Regions from separate parts of the Mus musculus genome. Here region 1 is linked to region 2. A link is a contact called in public HiChIP or PLAC-seq data. All regions are on one chromosome and are shown on one strand. Each heading gives the region's core, a stretch centred on a gene start, on an enhancer-like site or on the middle of the called end of the contact. The rest is flanking DNA. Distances are from core to core; before and after follow the strand shown. Region 1 overlaps Usp22 (ubiquitin specific peptidase 22). Region 2 has its middle 16 kb from the start of Gm35681.

The links. HiChIP or PLAC-seq counts read pairs in DNA pulled down with a chosen protein or histone mark.
Region 1: a contact with region 2 is called in an H3K27ac HiChIP or PLAC-seq map of microglia, with 6 times the contacts expected there. The contact joins two enhancer-like sites. A contact is called at or near these places in 1 of 15 datasets of contacts at CTCF or cohesin (pro-B cells), 10 of 484 Hi-C or Micro-C datasets (Th1 cells, adipose-derived mesenchymal stem cells, colorectal tumor organoids and 4 more), 3 of 115 datasets of contacts at active chromatin or transcription factors (bone marrow-derived dendritic cells, large pre-B cells and microglia) and 1 of 9 other capture datasets (adipose tissue).

What each region holds. Positions count from the first base shown.
Region 1 is chr11:61,159,203-61,162,194 of GRCm38.p6, reverse strand. Usp22 (ubiquitin specific peptidase 22) reads left to right here. Exons shown (of 13, transcript NM_001004143.4): 6 at 734-881; 7 at 1,518-1,623; 8 at 2,832-2,990. Among named protein-coding and RNA genes, the nearest start is that of Usp22, 14 kb to the left of the region's middle. Within about 2 kb of position 1,649, at least 65 of the 459 cell types and tissues checked have an H3K27ac peak or open chromatin away from gene starts, as enhancers often do. A contact at or near this core is called in microglia, where this site is marked.
Region 2 is chr11:60,961,497-60,964,196 of GRCm38.p6, reverse strand. No RefSeq gene overlaps it. Among named protein-coding and RNA genes, the nearest start is that of Gm35681, 16 kb to the left of the region's middle. Within about 2 kb of position 1,291, at least 1 of the 459 cell types and tissues checked has an H3K27ac peak or open chromatin away from gene starts, as enhancers often do. A contact at or near this core is called in microglia, where this site is marked.

The DNA of each region.
Region 1 (2,992 bases), core at 400-2,899, 200 kb before region 2:
GCCACAGCCCAGGGTTGAGCAGTGGACAGAGTTACACAGTGGCTTTGCAACTGAGATGACTTAGCTGTAAGTTGCCAATGTTTGCCCTAGTCCAGGCTATTCCTGACCCCTGCATTGCTGGTGACTGGAGCCGTGGTAGTGAGCAGACAGGTAAAACTGTCAGAGGCTACAGGGTAAGAGAAGGTATGCTGGGAAATGAGTCCCGGGCTTCACCGGGGCAAGCAGCTAGTTACCATGTGACTAATGCATCTCTCTCAGATTATTTTTTTTAAACTCAGGCTTAGTGAAGTATAATTTGCATCCAGTAAAAGATCCTAGTATATAGTTCTGTGAGTTGACAAATGTGTGACACAGGTTTTTGTCCCCAGAATTCCCATTCCCATGCATGTGATATGGATGGTTGTGTAGCACGTTTCCCAAGTGTTGTGTATGTGCAACATTCCACCATCCTTGCTAGGTTTGTTTGTGTCTCCTCGTTGTGGTACATGAGGGTCCATGTGGGCTCTCTCTCTTGCCAAAGAACCTGTGTAGTGGTCATAGTGCAGTTAGTGAGGGCCTGGGTCAGACACTGTGGGGTGATTTCCAGTTTTTAAGTTAACTTGGTTAAGTTGCTGTCCTTGGTTTTCAATATGCAGTATTAAACAGTCCACTGCAACAAGTCAGTGCGGCTGTGATGTTTTGTGTGATGAAGACTGGCGGGTGTCCTATTGTCCCTTTCCTTCTCTCTGAACAGTTTTACTCAGGGCACCGCTCCCCACACATTCCATACAAGCTGCTGCACCTGGTGTGGACGCACGCCCGGCACCTGGCGGGTTATGAGCAGCAGGACGCACATGAGTTCCTCATTGCAGCCCTGGACGTCCTCCACCGGCACTGCAAAGGTGGGCCTGCCACCATCTCCCTGCTAGGCTGGGGCAGGCGGCAAGTTTCCTTAAAAATGGAGTAGAGCAAGGCTGCTGTGCACCCAGACTGTCTTGCATAGTCCGTATAGTCAGGTTCTGTGTCCAGGAAGGAAAACCGCATGGTTGCTTCCAAGGAGTCCTCCGTAGTTTGTTTGTTTGTTTGTGTTGATTGGTTTGGGGTATTTTGGGAAGCAAGGTCTCACTGTGTGGCTCAGACTGGCCTAAAGCAGTGGTCCTCCTGTCTCAGCCTCCTGAGTGCTGGGATTTCAGGTGGGAATCTCTGTACAAGAGTAGAGATCCCAGAGTCAGTGTGCTGGCATACACACCTATAATCCCAGCACCCAAGAGGCAGAAGCAGGCAGATCTTCTGCCAGTTCAAGACCAGCCAGAAAAATACCTTAACCTGTCAGGAAAAAAAGACAAGGAAGAATGGCATTACCACCTCCTCACACCCTCACCACCAGGAGATCTCTCCTGAAATGAATGCCTTCACTCTTCATAGAGTGTTAGTCCTCCTGCTGTCCTCCCACCTCTGCTGGGTGGGTGGGGACTTGCTGGCTATTTTGTACCGTCTTAGTGACATCACTAATGGTAACTACACATCTCGTTCCTCAGGTGATGACAATGGGAAGAAAGCCAACAATCCTAACCACTGCAATTGCATCATTGACCAGATCTTTACGGGTGGGCTCCAGTCTGATGTTACATGCCAAGTCTGCCAGTAAGTGCTCCACCAGCCAGCCAGTCACTGTGAGCGTCAGTTTGCCAGGGCACTTCCTGTCCCACTTCCTAGTCAGCAAGGTTGACTGCTGTGTGGGCTTCGAGCCTAAAGCTCAGCACCACCTTAAGGAAGGCTCCTGGGTCCTGTGGTGCTCATGGTGGAGCACCTACACTAGTTTCAGGTGAGGGACAGTTTTATTTAAACAGCTGTGCTCTGGTCATTTGAGATAAAATACCTCTAGTAGAAAAGACAAGAAATGGAGAGAGAGAGATTGCCTGAGTCTGACGGTTCCTCTTCCCCTTGGAGGCCTGCCGGATTTCCTGTGGCACTCAGCAGGATGTCCTTGGCAGCTTCATATACATTTCTCTGCTTTCCTTATAGTCAAGGCCAAGACCCAAGGCAGATTGCACCTGCAGGTGGCAGGTCACTGGCCCCTGTGGTCCAAAGCGTGACTTGGCTCCTTTTCCATTTGCTGACATACAGTGACAGTAACAATGGGCAGGCGTGCCCATTCCTTAGTGCGTTCATCTTCAGAACAGAAAGGATCCTTTGGCAGTGGCTAGAGCAGCCTCCCCACCCCGTGCCTTATCCTTGCTCCTCTGGCTCACCTCTGCACTCTAGTGTTTTTATCCACTCCTGGCTTTAAAACTGGCTGCAGTCCCTCAATACCCACCTGCTGTCTGAACAGGGTTCAGGACCAGGGCACAGGAATCTCAGGGTGCTCCTGTGGCTTTCCAGGAGCAGGGCCCCTTTGAGGCTTTGTCTTTCCTCAGTCTCTGGCCTTGTATGTTAGCAACAGGTGGTCTTCAGTTCCCGTCCTTATTTAGTCAATTTCTTACTCTGAATTTCCTCTTTTAAGTATTGTAACTTGCACCTCCTGGCAGAAGTCAGCTTTGTTAAATGCAGCAGACTTGTTTGTGGGGCTGCCATGTTTGGCCTGTATGTTCTGTGCATGGAGCTCTCTGTCCTTGCTCATTCAGGGCACCTAGTTTCTGGGCAGTGTTTCTGCAGTTCCTGTTGTGAAGTGGATCCCAGAACAGAGTTCTGGTTGTAGCTCAGGACTTTATACTTTGTGTGTCTCCTCAAACAAAGTCATGACTGTGGGCCTATTTTATCCTGAGGTACCTTGTGGACAGATGGGCTGCCTCAGAGATCACAATAGGCTTCGGTTCTCAAATGTTCTCATGTGTTTTCCTCTCTCCTTGCAGCGGGGTCTCCACCACCATAGACCCCTTCTGGGACATCAGTTTAGACCTTCCCGGTTCTTCTACCCCATTCTGGCCCTTGAGCCCAGGGAGCGAGGGCAGTGTGGTTAATGGGGAGAGCCATGCATCCGGGACCACCACTCTCACAGACTGCCTGCGAAGGT
Region 2 (2,700 bases), core at 42-2,541:
AGACAAATACCACAGTAAAGGCAACACTGGATGCCAATATGGTTAGTAGCTGCAGACTTTCATACCCCATTTCCATCAGATTTAAACCATACTGTAGACCAAGTGACCCCAGCATACAGGCAGAGTGGGTCATCTAATGGCCGGGACTCACTTTCTTTCTTTTTTTTTTTTTTTTTTACTAGCACATGGACTATTCTCCAAAACAGATCATGTAAGCTCTGAGCTACAAAACAAGTTACAGGGCTAATAATATGGATTAGCAGGTAAAAGCACTCACCATGCAAGCTTGGTGACCTGAGTTTAATTCCCAGAAGCCATAGTAGAAAAGAGAAAACACATGCACACTGTGGGGCATGTACACTCACAGTCTGTCTGTCTCTCTCTCTCTCTCTCTTTCTCTCTCTCTCACACACACACACACACACACACATACACACATACACACACACACACACACACAGAGAGAGAGAGAGAGTAACAGAGGTGCCACTTAAAAATTAAAGTTAAAGAGAGAGAAGGAACAGTTTGGAACACTGAGGCAGGAGGACTGCTGTGAATTGAAGACCAGCTTCATCTACAGAGCAAATCCCAAAGCCAGTCTGAGCTGCAGAAAGGGACCCTGACTCAAGGAAAAAGAAAAAGAAAAATCAAATCCAAATTTAGTAGGAAAAAAAAGATATCAAAGCAGTAATAAATAAAATAGAGACTAAAATAAATACAAAAATCAATGGTGAGTTTTTCTAAAGGATGAATAAAATTGAATAATCATTAGACAGGGTCACAAGAGCAGAAGGAGGAGGAAATAAACATACCAATAAAATCAGAGATGAAAAATGAGTCAACAAATACCACAGGAATATAAAAACTGATCCTTAAAGACCACTGCAAGCAGCTATAGACCTATGGATTTTAAGACCTAAACAAAGGGCTCACCATTTATACAGACACAACCAACCCAAAGCTATAACACAAAGCTGTAAAAAGCAAAACAGCACAATGCTGGCCTTGGGCAGGGGTGGAGGGTGATATACAGACCAATGGAAATTAAAACCCAGAAATCCATTCATGAATTTACAGTCAACTGATTTTCAGCAAAGAATCATGGATACACAGTGGCCAAAGAATAGTCTCCTCCATACACAGAGCTGGGAAAGTGGAATAGAAGAGCCAGCCAGGGAGTGTGAAACCGGAGTCCTGTTGCTGCACACAGACCTCAGCTCAGAAGAGGTCATGGGTCTAAACCAAGTGAGAACTGAAGCAGAAGAAGCCAGGAGGAAGCCAGATGAAACCATAGCAGGAACACTCCGAGACACTGGCAAAGACCGTGTTTTGGAGAAAACCTTAAATGCACAGTCAACAACAGCAAAAATAGACAGATGGGATTGTGTCATACTACGAAGCTGTGAATGGCAAAGGAAACCATCCGCAGAGTGAAGAGAGAGCCTACAGACTGACAGAGAACATCTTCAAACTATTCATCTGGAAAAGAAATTAATAGCCAAAAAACCTCCACCTTAATCTATTTCTTTCTGAATGGAGAGTAGACAGTTCTCAGATGAAGATGAAAAGTAAGTAGTCAACAACTACAAAAAAAGAAAAAAAAAATGTTCAGCCTGGCTGACCACCAGGGAAATGTAAATTATTTGAAGTTACAGTGAGACATCTCACCCCAGTGAAACAGGTCTTACTGAAGAAACAAAAGCCAACAATAAATGCTGGCAAGGATGCCCACAGGAGACAGACAGTTAATGCGGCCAGTGTGGAAAACAATACAGAGACTTTCCAAAACCTGAAAAGACAACTACCACATGGCCCAGAAGCCCACTGCTGACTACGGGGCCAAAGGAGATAGGTCACACCAGGCAGAAAGTACCAGCTTGCCCATCCCGATCGCAGCATCATCCACATCTAGCCAGGCTCATAAGAGAAGGAAGAGGAGGAAGTAGTCATATCAATAAAATCAGAGATGAAAAATGAGTCAACAATTACCACAGGAATAAAAAAAAAAAAACTGATCCTTAAAGACCACTGCAAGGGGATGAAATCTTCTGAAATATCCACTGATGGGTGAATAATTTAAAAGGTGTGGTCTGAGGAAGGGGGCTAGAGAGATGGCTCAGCAGGCTAGAGCATACATTGCTCTTGCAGGGGACTCCGTCCAGTTTTCAGCATCTGTATCAGGCAACTCACTTCTGCCTGTAACTCTACTTCCAATGTCTTCTTCTAGCTCCTGTGGGCATCTATACTCCTGTATGTGTATGCACAGAGATTTTAAAAAAATAAATCTTCAAAAACTTATAACTTATTTTTAAACTGCGGGGGTGGGAGGTGGGGGTGGGCGGAGAGACTGGAGAGATGGCTCAGCAGTTAAGAGCACTGACTGCTCTTCCAGAGGTCCTGAGTTCAATTCCCAGAAGCCACATAGTGACTACAACCATCTGTAATGAGACCTGATGCCCTCTTCTGGTGTTTCTGAAGACAACTACAATGTACTCACATAAATAAAATAAAATAAAATAAAATAAAATAAAATAAATAAATAAATAAATCTTTTAAAAATAATAATAATATGGGGCTGGAGAGATGACTCAGTGGTTAAGAGCACTGGCTGCTCTTCCAGAGATCCTGAGTTCAATTCTCAGCAACCATATGGTGTCTTACAACCATCTGTAATGGGATCTGATGCCCACTTCTAAAGAC